5 separate regions of the Mus musculus genome follow, and all the other regions are linked to region 1. A link is a contact called in public HiChIP or PLAC-seq and promoter capture Hi-C data. All regions are on one chromosome and are shown on one strand. Each heading gives the region's core, a stretch centred on a gene start, on an enhancer-like site or on the middle of the called end of the contact. The rest is flanking DNA. Distances are from core to core; before and after follow the strand shown.

What was found. Promoter capture Hi-C pulls out the DNA fragments that hold promoters and counts their contacts. HiChIP or PLAC-seq counts read pairs in DNA pulled down with a chosen protein or histone mark. Capture Hi-C pulls out chosen DNA fragments and counts their contacts.
Region 2: a contact with region 1 is called in a promoter capture Hi-C map of adipose tissue, with 2.4 times the contacts expected there. The contact joins the promoter of Wbp11 here to the promoter of Emp1 in region 1. A contact is called at or near these places in 1 of 39 promoter capture datasets (hippocampal neurons), 2 of 115 datasets of contacts at active chromatin or transcription factors (the NIH/3T3 cell line and extraembryonic endoderm stem cells) and 1 of 9 other capture datasets (adipose tissue).
Region 3: a contact with region 1 is called in an HNF4G HiChIP or PLAC-seq map of pancreatic cancer cells. The contact joins the promoter of H2aj here to the promoter of Emp1 in region 1. A contact is called at or near these places in 2 of 39 promoter capture datasets (embryonic stem cells and hippocampal neurons) and 3 of 115 datasets of contacts at active chromatin or transcription factors (astrocytes, large pre-B cells and pancreatic cancer cells).
Region 4: a promoter capture Hi-C map of embryonic stem cells shows a contact between it and region 1, with 2.3 times the contacts expected there. The contact joins the enhancer-like site here to the promoter of Emp1 in region 1. A contact is called at or near these places in 2 of 39 promoter capture datasets (embryonic stem cells and hippocampal neurons) and 2 of 115 datasets of contacts at active chromatin or transcription factors (astrocytes and large pre-B cells).
Region 5: a promoter capture Hi-C map of hippocampal neurons shows a contact between it and region 1, with 2.8 times the contacts expected there. The contact joins the enhancer-like site here to the promoter of Emp1 in region 1. A contact is called at or near these places in 4 of 39 promoter capture datasets (embryonic stem cells, hippocampal neurons, liver and 1 more) and 1 of 115 datasets of contacts at active chromatin or transcription factors (embryonic basal ganglia).

Annotation. Positions count from the first base shown.
Region 1 is chr6:135,361,593-135,364,417 of GRCm38.p6, reverse strand. Emp1 (epithelial membrane protein 1) reads right to left here and starts at 1,487. Exons shown (of 5, transcript NM_010128.4): 1 at 1,316-1,487.
Region 2 is chr6:136,826,823-136,829,647 of GRCm38.p6, reverse strand. Wbp11 (WW domain binding protein 11) reads left to right here and starts at 1,432. Exons shown (of 12, transcript NM_021714.4): 1 at 1,432-1,628. BC049715 (cDNA sequence BC049715) reads right to left here and starts at 805. Exons shown (of 3, transcript NM_178776.3): 1 at 579-805.
Region 3 is chr6:136,806,874-136,809,698 of GRCm38.p6, reverse strand. H2aj (H2J.A histone) reads right to left here and starts at 1,451. Exons shown (of 1, transcript NM_177688.4): 1 at 1-1,451. The coding sequence starts at 1,359. The coding sequence ends at 970.
Region 4 is chr6:136,530,626-136,533,450 of GRCm38.p6, reverse strand. The region is part of intron 1 of Atf7ip (activating transcription factor 7 interacting protein); the gene reads right to left. Among named protein-coding and RNA genes, the nearest start is that of Atf7ip, 13 kb to the right of the region's middle. Within about 2 kb of position 1,395, at least 307 of the 459 cell types and tissues checked have an H3K27ac peak or open chromatin away from gene starts, as enhancers often do. A contact at or near this core is called in astrocytes, embryonic stem cells and hippocampal neurons, where this site is marked.
Region 5 is chr6:136,363,204-136,366,028 of GRCm38.p6, reverse strand. No RefSeq gene overlaps it. Among named protein-coding and RNA genes, the nearest start is that of Eif4a3l1, 37 kb to the right of the region's middle. Within about 2 kb of position 1,463, at least 23 of the 459 cell types and tissues checked have an H3K27ac peak or open chromatin away from gene starts, as enhancers often do. A contact at or near this core is called in hippocampal neurons, where this site is marked.

The DNA of each region.
Region 1 (2,825 bases), core at 238-2,737:
AGGCTTTGCAGAGATTTCTGAAGGATCAATGGATACACACCCACCAATTACTTTTAAATTTTCTCTTCCAACCAGCGAGCTGCATTTCTAAAGAGAAAGGCGCCTCGCTCTTCATCAGGCAAGCTGAATCCTGTCACTCTCCTCTGGCTTGTTTACGAGAGGAGAAAAAAAAAACCCACATCTGTGTTGAAATGAACCACACCTCCACAGACATTCGACCAAAATGCTAAGCTAATAAAAACAAAAGCAAACACAGCCGAGTGCCTTTGTTCTTTTTGCACTTAGCACGTGGGTTTGTAGTTATATAATATTTTACACAAAAGAAATAAGGTAAATATTCCCATATGACCACTGCCACACTAGAAAATTCCATGTCCACTTAGAAAAAAAAATCCTTTAATAGATTCTGAAAGATCTTTTTTTTTTTCCTAAGTTGGCTCCAGAATGCAGAAGCCTGGGTGGAAGCACAGAGCCATTCAGCAACCTTACAGGAATCCCCGAAGGCCCCCAGCCCCACCCTCTCCCCTCTGCCTCCTTCCTCCACCTCCACATCTGGCTAAGGATTCTGGAACCCACACATTCCACCAAATCAACCCCTCCCAAGGTTTATTTGAAACACCCTTTGCCTCTGTTTCCCTAACGGTTTTTCTTTAAACAAACCAATCCCCTCTTCCCTTCCTGTGAGAAGGGGGTGGAGGAAAACAAGAGAAAGAACGAAATACTTAAACAGACATCAACAGACAAGAGGGGGACAGACAGTAAATGCAATCGCAAAAATTAACTGAAACTCAGATATTTATCCACCGTCACCTAAAAGCGTAAAAGAGAAACAACAATAACCAACCCACAAAGCAGAACAAACTTTCTCCCCAGAGACTGCCTTTAACCTGCCTTCGCAGAGAGAAAAGAAAAGCCGGAGCGTTTTGGTAACATAGCATCCTTCTAGATTTCAGCTCAAAGTAATCTGAATGAAAACAGAAGATTTGGAAACATCTTCCAACCCTGCTAATTCATTTCGAAGGCACATAGAGTTCCTTCCATAAAGAATATTGCACTCAAGTTTGTTCCAAAGTCCCTTCTCGTTCCGTCCGTCTCCTCGGAGCAAGGATCCACATACCAGCAAGAGAATGTGGCCCCCACTGATATCCCAGATTCCTCCACTACTACGTTAAGCTAGAAGTCTCAAGGACTCCGTTCTTTGTGAGCCATAGAGGGATAGCAGAGGCAAGAAGAGAGGGGAGGGCTTCAAGGAGCCTAAGAGAGGAAAGAAAGGAGCGGGCTCTGCAGAGTTTCTCCAGTGTGGGGACAATCTTACCTGGAGTATCCAGTGAGAGAGGCAGATGCCCTGGGTGGTAGAGCAGGCTGCTGGTCTGGTCCTCTCTTCAGGAGATTTGCAACCACAGTGAGGGGAGGGACCTGACTCCCGAGGTTATAAGTTTCCTGGGCTGATGTGCTGGGGTGTGTGATGGGCGGTTTCTTTTCCCCGTGTTTTAAAGGAGTTTCTATGAATCAGTCTGGATTTAAAAAAAAAAAAACTTGGTGAGCTACGCCCTGCTAAGTTGGCAGCCGGTCAGATGTGGCTGGGAGTGAGCCATCAATTCAAAGAACCCTGTTGTAGCTCCCTCTGACTCAGACACACAGACCACAGTGGAAAAAGGAGTGACATTGCTTCAAATGAGTAAGAGGAGTCACACAAATAGATCTGTTTACCGAAGCCCAGTTCTACTACCCAGAAGGAGCCTCGGTTGTCAAGGACGTAGGGCAAAACACAGGTTAGGGTCAGGAGGAGGGGAGAGCTGGTAGATGCAGTTCCACGTTAATTAAAGTCCCGGCTAATCATCAAACAGGATTCCCCCGTTCTTCCTCCCCCACTGCACATAGCAGCAGCTGCTCATCACCAGGAATTATCAGACTCATTTCTCGTTGGCTTCCCTGCCTGACCCTTGTGCCCCTGACCTGTAGGCGGCAGTGGGATGAGACCCATGGAGTAGAAAGGCACCCAGCAAGCTCCAAATGTTGAGGCACTGATTGACAGCACATAATCCTGGGCCTTTAGTTAAACTCTCACCCCTATGGATTGTAGGCATTGCAGGAGGAAGTCTTCGAATTAAGGACTTTGCACTCTGATCTTCATGTGATAATCATTGGACCTTGCTCCACAGTTGGCTTTTGTGAAGACAGCCAGGGACCCAATCACAGCTTCTTCCCTGAACCACTCACTCCCCACTTAGTCTCAGAGTTGGGGGGGGGGTGCTACAGAGTTGTCCAATCCCGCAGCCCTGGTCACCTCCCTAAAGAGGTTCAGGTCCTCACTGCCTACATTTAACCCCAGCTCTCCTTAGCTGCAATGTGACTTTGGGCAAGCGCCCTCTCTTTCTGCCTTCTTGTATATAATGGGGATGGTAGGCACCTAGCTCACACAGATGGCAAGAATTACATGTATCAAACAGGTTTGGTGGGTCGTGCCTGCGATCTCAACATTTGAAAAGCTGAGGCAGGAGGATTGCTCTTAGTCCAGGGTCATCTTGGGCTACATGGTGAGTTCCAAGTCAGCGTGGGCTACTGAGTGAGACACTATTGAGAGAGAGAGAGAGAGAGAGAGAGAGAGAGAGAGAGAGAGAGAGAGAGAGAGTTGGTAGGTAGTTGAAGGGATAGCATAAGTTCAAGGAGAACTAGAAGCTATCCTGGGGTACATAAGTGATAGATGGATAGATAATAGAGATAGATAGATAGATAGGTAGATAGATAGATAGATAGATAGATAGATAGATAGATTATAGATTGATGATAGATGATAATAGATGATTGATAGATGATAGATAATA
Region 2 (2,825 bases), core at 183-2,682, 1.5 Mb before region 1:
AATATAAATTGTAAATGTTCTATTGGTTATTAATTCATTGTAACATTAGTGCCTATCTACAACATCCTAAAAATTAATATACACCTCAATCAGTTCTTTCAAAGTACTTGATGTCAAAAATTCCCTTAGGACCTTTTCTGTTAAGGATGCTGAAACTAAGTTGAAAAATAACCAAGTGTGAGGGTGTTTTTGGTTTTTTGATTTGTGTTTTTTTGTTTTTGGTTTTTTGTTGTTTTGTTTTGCTTTTTGGTTTTTTTTCGAGACAGACCAAGTTCACACTTTATGAAGATTTCGTTTTAAATGCTTACCTTTAAGGGGAAAGGATGGGGAGGAGTCTTAAGGAATGGGGATGTAGAAGGGAAATATAATAGCTATTTCTGGTTATCAGCTATATCTAGAACAAACCACAATCCAGAATTGGAAGGTTCACCTGTGATCCAGATCTTGAGGCTGGGAAATACAAGTTTCTGACCTTGATCTTGGCATGGAAATCTTGAGGCATAGTGGCTATGTATCCCCAGGAGAGTAAGGTAAGATCTCTGAGTACAAGGCCCAGATCCAGGCGTGGCGGTACACACCTTTAATCTGAACCACACCTTCTTCTGGAGATCTATAAGACATTGGAAGATGGAAGTTTTTCTCTTCCTCCTCTGCTTGCATTTACTTGCCAGCCCATCAGTTGGAATCTACTAGCCTGGTGGGACTGAGCAACTCCTAGATCCTTGGACTTCCCATTCACAGCTGACCATTGTTGGGGAGGTGGACTACAGACCGTAAGTCATCATAACAAAGTCCCTTTCTATATAGAGACTATCCACAAGTTCTGTGACTCTAGAGAACCCTCAAAGGAAGACTTCAGATAAATCTAGAGTGTGCAATGACATCATAAAGGAGTTTGGGTTGATGCAAAGTTCATTTGAAGTGTTATGTAATAACTTCTCCTCTGGAAAATCGACAAATGTACCGTTTCTCTTTTAAAATATACATTTTCGTGTAGATTTATGAGTCTCCCCTAGGAACTATTTGTTCAGTTCATCACATGCTGTAGGTTTAGAGGGCTGATGTTTGCTGAGCACCTTAGACTCGGTGCCCAGTGTTATTACCTAACTTGTTTTCTATGGAAGCATTCCTGAAAAACAGCATCCATTTACACACGACAACTAACACAGATCCAATGGCCGACACAGAAGCGTACGCATACCGCTACCTAGTGTGTCCCCAGAGAGAAGCAGTTGCGGAAATGCGTCAGAATTCTGAGAACAATTGGCCAATCAAATAGCAGCTTCCTTACTTTTTATTTCTATTGGGTTATATTAGTGTCAATCTACAATACTCTGGAATGAGGCGGGTCTCTTGGCCTATAGTTATCCAATCGGATAGTGAATGAGAGCGGAAGTACCTCTGGCTCTGAAGTTGTTGTATTCGCTCTATGGGCCCAGTGCCTGGCAACGCGGTGAGATCGCGGCCAGCGGGAACAGGAAGTGACGTGAGCTGGCGGAGGGGCGCGAGGTTTCAAGATGGCGGTTCCCGGGTGGTTGACCGAGGGGCAGAGGTGAAGGCCCCTTCGCAGAGAGTCCTCCGGGACCGCCCGCTAGCTGCTCTCGCCGTCCCGGGAGCCTCGCAGTCGTGTGAGTGCGTGGGGACTCGGTGCTCCGTTTTCCGCGACCCTCCCCGGGGCCTGCGAAGCCTTCTCTGAAACACCAGGCCCAGAGGCCGCGCTCTTCCTCCGCTGGGCCCGGGGTGGCGGGAGCCTCGGGTTTCAGGGCTCGGGGCCGGCCTGGCACTGCGTCCGACGGGTTCTCGGGCGGGATCTCCCGCCGGGTCAGACCCACCGCCCGAGTGCGGCGACCGGTGGCGGCGGGCTGACGTCTAGCCGCTCGAGTCGCTATCAACCGTCGCTATGGTTTCGGCAGTTGCTGTGAGGCCTCCTGGAGTGGACCCGGACCGGACCGGACCGGTCGGGTTGCGTTTGTGCTGCCTGGGTTCCCATGGTCTTTTGACCTTGTCTCTGCCAACGTTTGCAGGCAGAGGCACTATGGTCTTGTAAAAATTCTCCTTGACTCGTAGCTGATTGGTTTTTAGGTGTGTGTGATGGGATGGCGTCAAAACGAGAGCCCGAGGCTGGTTTAAGAAGGGAAACACTAAAGAAAAGATCAAAAATAGAATTTGTTGTATCCGTGCCTTTTTGTAGTTCCCTATAGTCAGTACCCTTCTCTTCCCTTCTTCCCAAACTCCTGCCCCTTCTGCTTTCTGATAGAGAAACATCTGTAATGACATAATCGACACCGATCAGTTCTGAAATATCTGGGAAGCAGCAGGGAGCCGGCCAGCTGAACGCTTGATGAAAAAAAGCATTAACTAAAACAACTTACAGAGTCCCACCTAAGGAGCCAAGGGAATTAGAGTCTCAAATTTACCTCGGGATCTTCCCTTTCCTAATGTAGAAAGAAAGTAGATTTGTTTAATGCTTAAAGGGGGAGCCACAGGAGATGTAGCCTGTAGGAAAGTGTCGCACACTTTGAACAGGAAATATTTGTTCCTTTTTTTACTATGGGCAAGGCTAATTTTTGGAAGTTTCATTCATTTGGAATGGAAGAGAAAGAAGTGATAATAATGAAAGCCTGGCCTTAAAATATTTCCCTACCGTGACTACCACTTTTAATTCCCTCAAAATACATAAATCAGGAGTCATATGTGCTAGTAAGAATATACTTTAATGTTAAGTTTGAGGAGTTCTAATACTTCATTTTTTATTTCTTTTGTTTGAGAGTCATAAATCATTTGATTTGGTATTAAATCAAGATAAATATGTTTGAATGGATTGC
Region 3 (2,825 bases), core at 202-2,701, 1.4 Mb before region 1:
CGTTAACTCACACGACCCTTTCCTTCCTTGAGGCGCCATCACCCAACTCAACAGTTACGGAAAAGAAGAAACCTGATCCCAGGAAAGCTAACAGTCACCCCTAAAAAAAAAAAAAAAAAATCGGTTTTGCTTTTAAGTAAAATCAGGCTGATTCTCAGAATCAGTGCTGGATAAGAGGCTGCCATGCAGCTAAAACTCGAGGGGAGACAGAAACATATTTTGAGACACGGTCTAATGTAGTTCAGAAACGGCCACAAACTCGCTATCTAGCCACGAAAGGCGTTCTACTTCCCAAATGCAGGGATGAGGGGTAACACCACCGCAAGCACCAAGAGAAGATCATTTTAGGAGCTGCTAAACATACACTACTTAAGACCGAGGGCCCCGCTGTTACGCAACACCATCCAGAGCGCAAACTTCGTGACTCACTTCCGTATTGCACAAGTTACTTCATTATAAAGAATATTGAACACAAGTGTGCAATGTGAAGATGGCTGGCATTCAGATCACGAATACGTAACATCTATTAGCTTAAATACTACCATAAATAACTAGCACCCACCAAGGATCCCAAGTTCCTGTCTTTTCCAAATGGCTAGGGTACATATAGCTCAACCTTCCTATGTATGACAAGCGAGGCAACTTCTTGTTCACAGCTCGCAACACCTTCCCTACCACTTTTCCCTAAGACTGGGGAGTTAGGCAAAGCCAATTCCAGAGTAGCCTCTGGGCACTAGGTCCGCTTCTCCTGCCCACGGTGATGCGACGGGGCTCTCCCAATCCACCCGCTGGGTTCCTCCGGCTCGCACATGGCCACACAGGTGGCCTGCGTCACGCTCAAAGTTGGAACTCGTCCCCACCCAACACCCCCTCGGTCCCGCGACTACACAGCTCTCTAGATTACTCGCTTTTCACCGACTTTATTGGCTGCGGACTGTGGCGGGCGGGCTCTGCACCCGTCTGTCGGGTTCACTTGCTCTTCACCTTCTGGCTCTCCGTCTTCTTGGGCAGCAGCACGGCCTGGATATTGGGCAGGACGCCGCCCTGCGCGATGGTCACACGGCCCAGCAGCTTGTTGAGCTCCTCGTCGTTGCGGATGGCCAGCTGCAGGTGACGAGGGATGATGCGCGTCTTCTTGTTGTCCCTCGCCGCGTTGCCCGCCAGCTCCAGGATCTCGGCCGTCAGGTACTCCAGCACCGCCGCCAGGTACACGGGCGCTCCCGCGCCCACGCGCTCCGCGTAGTTGCCCTTCCGCAGCAGCCGGTGAACGCGGCCCACGGGGAACTGCAGGCCCGCGCGCGACGAGCGCGACTTGGCCTTGGCGCGCACCTTACCGCCCTGCTTGCCTCGCCCGGACATGCTCGACCCCGCGCCTGGAACTCCAACACCGGCTCGCTCAGTTCCGGGACGACGCGCGCCACCCCGGAACTGCCTCGCCAAACTGCAGCCGCTGCCGCCCGTGACAGGCAGGTACCGTACCCAATCAGCTCGCGGAAGCAGAGCCCCCGCCCATCCAGATGTCTCCCAATCAAAAGCTCAAATTTCTAGTCCTAATTTACATAGTTCACAGGCATCCTCAAACTTGTTGGGATTGGCTGCCAGGATGTAGTTAACTGGGTGGTTCGAGTCTGCAATCCCAGCACTAGGGTAGCCGATACAAGATTGCCCGGAGCCTAAGGTCAGCTGTAGATATTCCAAGATCCATACCAGCCTAATAAGGAAGGAACGGAGGGAGGGCAGCGAAAACGGGGAGTTAAGCAAAGCCATACTTGGTTCAAATCAGTAATCCTAGCTTTTGGAGGGAGAAAGAGCTGAAGTAGGAGGATTACCAATACAAAGACAGCCTGGGCTACTTTGTGCGTTATAGACCAAGCTAGGAAGTGAGACCTTATCTCAAAAAATAAAAATGATGGTGTTGGCATTTCTTCTAGGCTCCGCCCCACAGTTACCTGGCAGCAGCCAGGTGTGCCTGACCCACTGTAAAAGAAGCTGCTTGCCCCCCCCCACACACACACCCACACTTTTCTCTTGCTTTCTTACTCTCTTAGCCCTCTGTCCCTTCTCTCCCATTCCCCTACCCCTCTCTCCACGTGTTCATGGCCGGCCTCCACCCGCACACCCCCTCGGCCTTTTCTCTCTCTCTCTCTCTCTCTCGCTCTCGCTCTCGCTCTCGCTCTCTCTCTCTCTCTCGCTCTCGCTACTACCCCCTCAACTCACCTCATGCCCTAAATAAACTACTATACCGTCCTGTGGCTGGTACCTCAGCATGGGCCGCACCCCCTCTACCCCCTACGTGCACAATAACGCTCCTCCACCAAACGTCCCCGGCTTTTTTTTTTTTTTTTTAAATAAAATACAACAGTAAGCAGACTATGGTGTTCAGTGCCTATAAACCCAGCTGATGCAGGAGTATGGAGAACTTGAATTGAGCCTGGCCTAAGAGAGAAACTACCTGGAAACAATCAAAAACCGGAAGCCCAGAGAAGAGCACCTCTGTTCCCTCATACCATACTCATGGAAATTAGTCTCCAGTATAGCCAGGGGCGACTTTCAAATCTGACTATCTGACTCCAGGGTCTGTGCTTGTGAGTGCCACAGCAATTCCGGCTCAGCCATAGCTCCTTGGCTGAATTCTGCCCTCCTAGAACGAGCTTTCGTCATCTGCTCCTTGACACACCCACCTGGAGAGCTAGCTGCAAAAGAAGCTTTGTAGGTTTTCTATTTGTTTTAGTTTTTGAGACTTTTCTTCCTGTAGCCCTGGCAGCCGTGGAACTCACTATAAAAACCAGGCTGGCCTTCAACTCAGAGATCTGCCTGCCTCCCTA
Region 4 (2,825 bases), core at 146-2,645, 1.2 Mb before region 1:
TAAAAATCTCATTTTAAAAGTCAGAAAATCATAATCTTTCTAAACAAGGCTAATTAATGGCTTCTTAAAAAACTCTCAATATACAGTTTGAATTTCTACAAATATCTAATGAATTAATTATCAAATACACAAGGAGCATTAAATTCGGCATGGATCAGAAAAGCACCACTGTGGTGATCCAGTGTCCTGACAATGACAACAAACTGGTGAGGAATCACAGGAGGAATTTAACCTTTGACCTCACCATCCCAACACACGGTTTCTCTAACACAAGCTTACAGGTCTTAGTAAACATGCCAACTTTTTCACATGCGAGTTCTCCTTCCTATCCAAGCTTGGTCATGTTCTAATGTTTTCTAATTGTAATGCTTAAAGATCAAAGCTTCCTGGCTCTTACCTCTGATCCTGGTGCATGTGACAAGTCTCCTCACTGGCACACTTGCTGCCTATGCAGCTTCAGGGATTGGGTTAGCAGCCATTTTGAGACAGCTGCACAGTCTCAGTTGCACAAAAGTGTAATTAAGATGGCTGCACTGTGCACTGAAGAACTCACACAGTGAAAACTCAGCCATGGAGCAAAGCAAGCCCCTCCCACTTTGTCAGGCTGCAATAAACTGAACACAGATAGCTAATGCATATACTGCAACAAACAATGCAGCCACTTAGGACACAGAAAAGAAAAAAGAAGGCAGCAAGCCAGTTTTGCAACAAAATGCCTGGGAATCCGGACTTGCAATACAGAGTCTGGGCACATTCCGATCCCAAACAACTTGAAATCCAGGCCACGTATTAGCAGTAACAGAGATAGAGCCAAATCACGCAGAGTGCACACCAGGGAATTGCCTGAAAGCAAGCCTCCATTTCAGTCCAGAAAAGAGAGGAGAAAGCCAGTCCCTCGAACCCCACTCAAGAGCCCCTTTTTCTTTCTATTTACCTTTTCTATTTTACCTTTAATGGAACACGGCCATCACAAGAAGAGTGTCAAATCTGTCTAAATCCTATATTCATTTGATCACGTTGATTTTAATTTTAAAAAGCTAATTAAATTGTTTTGACAAAATCTAAGCTTCAAAAGTACTCAATCTAGCAGAATGGTTAGACTTTACAACCACATTTTTTAGTTGGAATGATACAGTCTTAAAAACTAAGGTGGTAACAAAGCATATTTTAATAAGTTCCCATAAAATTAAATATCTCTTTGTAGTCTGAATGTCCTGAGTACACTCCCAGGATACACAGAGCTACTAGTATAAAGTCAATGGTACTAGTATAAAGTCAATGAAGACCAGAGACTCCCAGGGAAGGGGAACCGGAGGACAAAGGGTGCAACCTAGTCCGGAAGTGGGGAGGTATAATCAAGCCACATCTGAGAACACCCCAGCAAACTTGGCAGAAGAAAGGCCCCAAGGCACACAAAGGGCCTGTTCTGCTTCTCAGGCTCCAGCAGCTCTGGAGCCAGGCTCCTCCATCCTTCCGCACACGGGTTCAAGCTCAGTGTTCTTGTGTTGTGCTATCTAAATGTGGGCACTTACTACGACTGTTTAAGGCATAAGAGAGGTGACAGACAGACTGGCCGCAAGAGATGATAATTCACGTGTTTCCTTATCTCATTCTATTTCTGTATACACTTGATATATTACATATACATTTTTTTAATTACTCAGTCTTAAAAGAGACATTATTCAAGTTTCCATGAGATGAACTGGACAATGTCTGTGAAAACTGTCTTAAAAGCTATATTAGAAAACAAAATAAAATAAAATAAAAATAAAAATAAAAGTTACAAAAAAAAAATTAGTCTGGGGGGGGGGGTCAAGCCTGGGCCTTGACCATACTACATGCTTCATATCACTGAAGTATGACACCAACCCTTGTTTTGTATTTTTTTGGGACAATCTCACTAACCAAAACCCTGAATCCACAGTACATTCAAGCTGCCCTCAAACTCGCAATCCTCCTGCATCTACCCCCCGAAGGTATTTGTGATACCTTACCTGGCCAAGCCACAGGAGCCTTAGAGCATTGTGGCTGAGGATGGTTTCGTTTATTCAATAAAATCAAGATGTTAGTAAACTACGACTGTTCTGAATAGATGTGCTCACAGTATAGCTAACCTGATAAACCTTGGGTACTATCTCAATTGTTACTGAGTCTAATGGCAGGCTTTACCACCAATCTGTGATATCCATAACAGGCTCAGAGACTAAATAACAGTCAAACTTCAATAAAAGCTGAAAAATAACCTAGCTGTACACTCATCCATACAGTTTTTAGCCAACCTGTTTAGATACTGGGTTTTCTCCTTCTAATAAAAACAAGAAAAGAGAATATCAGGCTGCTGTCGTGGCTTATACCTTTTGTTCCGTGTCCCAGAAAAACAACAGTCCAACTCAACAGATAAATTCTAGTCTAGGCTCGTCTGGATTCAACAGGTTTTGTTTGGTTGAGACAGTCTCACTCTTTAGACCTAGACTAGCCTAAAACATATAGCATTCTTCATGCATCTGCCTTCCAAAGTCCTGGGTTAACAAACATGGGCTAGAACACCCACCATTCAGAACTAACACTAATGGTCCTCTCCTTAACAGCCAACCCTCTTCTCCTCACTGTGTCCATCATCCAAACCTGAGGTAACTGCTCTCAAGATCTCTAGCTCTTATCTCCACTTCATTGACCACACTTCAACACTCTCTCTTCACATACCATGTAAAATCAGAAGATCAGAAACTGCACCTTAATTTGTCTTCCATTAGAATATCATTTTTCTATTCAATAGTATAAAATTATCTCAACTCACACAGTACTTTGAGATTCTCATTATTCTG
Region 5 (2,825 bases), core at 214-2,713, 1.0 Mb before region 1:
AGTGGGATATTTGGTAAGACCTTCTTCAGTGGAGTTCCTTGCTTTGGCTCCCTGGAGAACTCTAGCCACTGTGTCTTCCTGAATACTCCATGTCCCCGCAGGGGCAATATTAATAATCCATCGCCTGGACATGGAAGACGATGGGTACATAGTTTGCAGTGGTCACACTCTGGTGAAGTTGGAAGCATTGTCTGGTAGAGGGCATGTTAGCCCCTAAGAGGTGAGACAGTGGATGGAGGAAGGTGTCACCAGTTCAAGTATCAGCGACTGGGGAGACAGGATTATAAGCCATATGTGAGGAGGTGAACACAGAGGCTCTGGATTAAGGAAGTGACATTTGAGCTTATTACGCAGAGTTCCGGCTGCAGAGGCTGACCCAAGCAGGCTTTAGGCAGTGCAATAATAATAGTCTATCTCTAGACCTACTTTAGACACTATGAACTGTGGGCCTTCCTTTAGCCATCCTTTCCCTGTAGGAAACAGGATGCAACTCTTAGAAACCCCTTAAGTATCACCTTACTTTTGCCCAGAAGGGAGATAGAGTGTTCATGGCCTACAAGGCTTGATGTTCTCAGGATCACATTTAAGAACTGCAGCAGCTTTGAAAATGGGGCAGACTGCAGTATTGATTCCACGTCCTTGGCCTGTGAAGCTTACTAGCCCACCTTTTGCTTTAACTTCTCTAGGGAACCCCACTGTCATGTAAGAGGGTTAGCACACTCATTTCATTCCTGTAGGACATAGGATTGTGCGTAGCCACTGCAAAAGGGGGACAAAAAGCTACCCTGTTGGGCAGTGGTTCTCAATCTTCCTATTGCTGCAGCCCTTTAATACAGTCCCTTACCTTGTGGCAACCCAATCCCCAACCATCAGATTATTTCATGGCTACTTCATATCTGTAATTTTGCTACTGTTATGAAATGCATAATTTGCTCTGCAGGGGTCGGGACACACAGGTTGAGAACCACTGCCGTTGGGTGAAGCTTGCTTTGCGGTGGATGCATAGGTGGGGTGTAGGATATGCGGGGCAAGTGTAGATGGACTGGAAGAGGTGACGGACAGTGTGGTGAGATGCAGGAGTCGAGGCAGTTAGTTGGGTCTGTCACAGAGGCCTGGCAAGAAGCAACTAACGGAGGGTTGGCAACAAGTAGGGCCCCAGAGGGTGATCCAAAAGCATTGCAGATCCAGACAGGCAGTCAGCATCCTGCATCAAGGCTTGCTGACAACACAGAATAAATAAAGATGAATCACTCCCCAGGGCATCATATTAGCCCTCCCAGGTGCCCTGCCCAGCATTGGCTCCCTGGACCCAGAGTTTTGGATCAGAGACTCATTGGCAGTCGGTGGAGTCTAAATTATTCATGAGTTCTGTGGCTTAACAGCTTGCTGAAGCCACACTTCCATCCTTTACACTTTTTATAGGAGTGCTGTTTGCATGTGACAGGGGGTGGGGCACGAAAGCAACGACATGGAGCAGGGAAGGAATCTAGGGGGAGGACGTAGGAACTGTGCCCTGTGCATGATGGGTCTTAAGATGTTACCTTCAGAGATACACACTGAAGCAAGGGACCGGTATACAAACATGCAGAGCAAGTATGTGCTTCTGGTGTCCAATCTGATGGTTTTGGGGTCCATCCCCACATTTCCATGTTGTCCAGTAACCACTCCTTCCTGATGCTGCCCCCTGCCCACCTGCAGCTGAACTCTGTGGCTAGGAGCTGAGTCTTGTGAATCCCTGCATCCCTGGCTCCCGGCAGTGATGGATGATAAAGGTTCATCCTTTCCTCATCCAGCGAGTTCTATTCTAGAAGTCTTTATAATTAGAAATTCTCTCACAGCAAACATCATCTCTTTCTTTTCTAAGTAGGAAGTAACTCAGAACAGCACTAGCAGGCGTTTAGTAACTGTTGATGATGGTAATGATGAATTGGGTTTCCATGGCAACATGCACTTATTCGAACAGTGGTTCTTGGACCCTGGGAAATATGGAAAGAAACATAGACTTCTCCCCTCATTGGGAGAAAAAAAATGTATATCTGGTCAGCTATCTTTTTTTTTTTTTTCCTAAATAGGTTTATTCTAAGTAGTTGAACCCACTTTCTTGGTGCTGTGAGTTATAATGATATCAGCTTCAGGGATAGTCTCAGAGGTTAGGGATGGTGTCAGAGAGAGAAACAGGGAGGGGGAGGGAGGCAGGAAATGAGGGTGGTGGCTTGTTAGAAAATATGGATGGCAACCCATTTTTAGCACAATTTCCTCTTTGTCCCTTCATGCTCCCATTCCGGTCTTTATCGACCCAATCGAATCCTCCTCAGACCTAGATATTACCTCCCTATCTACACAGACAATACTGAAAATGCTTCACTGGATTGGCAAGATGGCTCAGCAGTCAAGAGTGCTGGCTGCTCTTCTGCAGGGTTCCCAGTACCCGCGGCTCCAGATCTAGAGGATCCGACACCCTCTTCTGGCCTCCATGGGCATCCACACACGTGGCATCCACTCACACAGACACGTGCACATACATAAATAAAATAAAATAAATATAATACTCTAAAAGAAGAAAAAATGTGCGGGAATCAGTTTTAAAAAGAAAATGTGTGGGAACCAAAGTTATTTCTAGGTGGTATTCATCCAGGACGGAGCCTCAGCTGGATCGTTACTGCCTTCCCTTGTTGCTAGGTGCTGAAAAAATAGTGGTTTATCACTGCTATGAGGTAACTACCAGAGAAGACCACTTGGACATGGACTCAAGCTGATAGAAAGTTTCATTAGCTGGTCAGTGACTACAGTGGTTGTTTGGGACGCAAGTACAGTTCCAAGCCTTT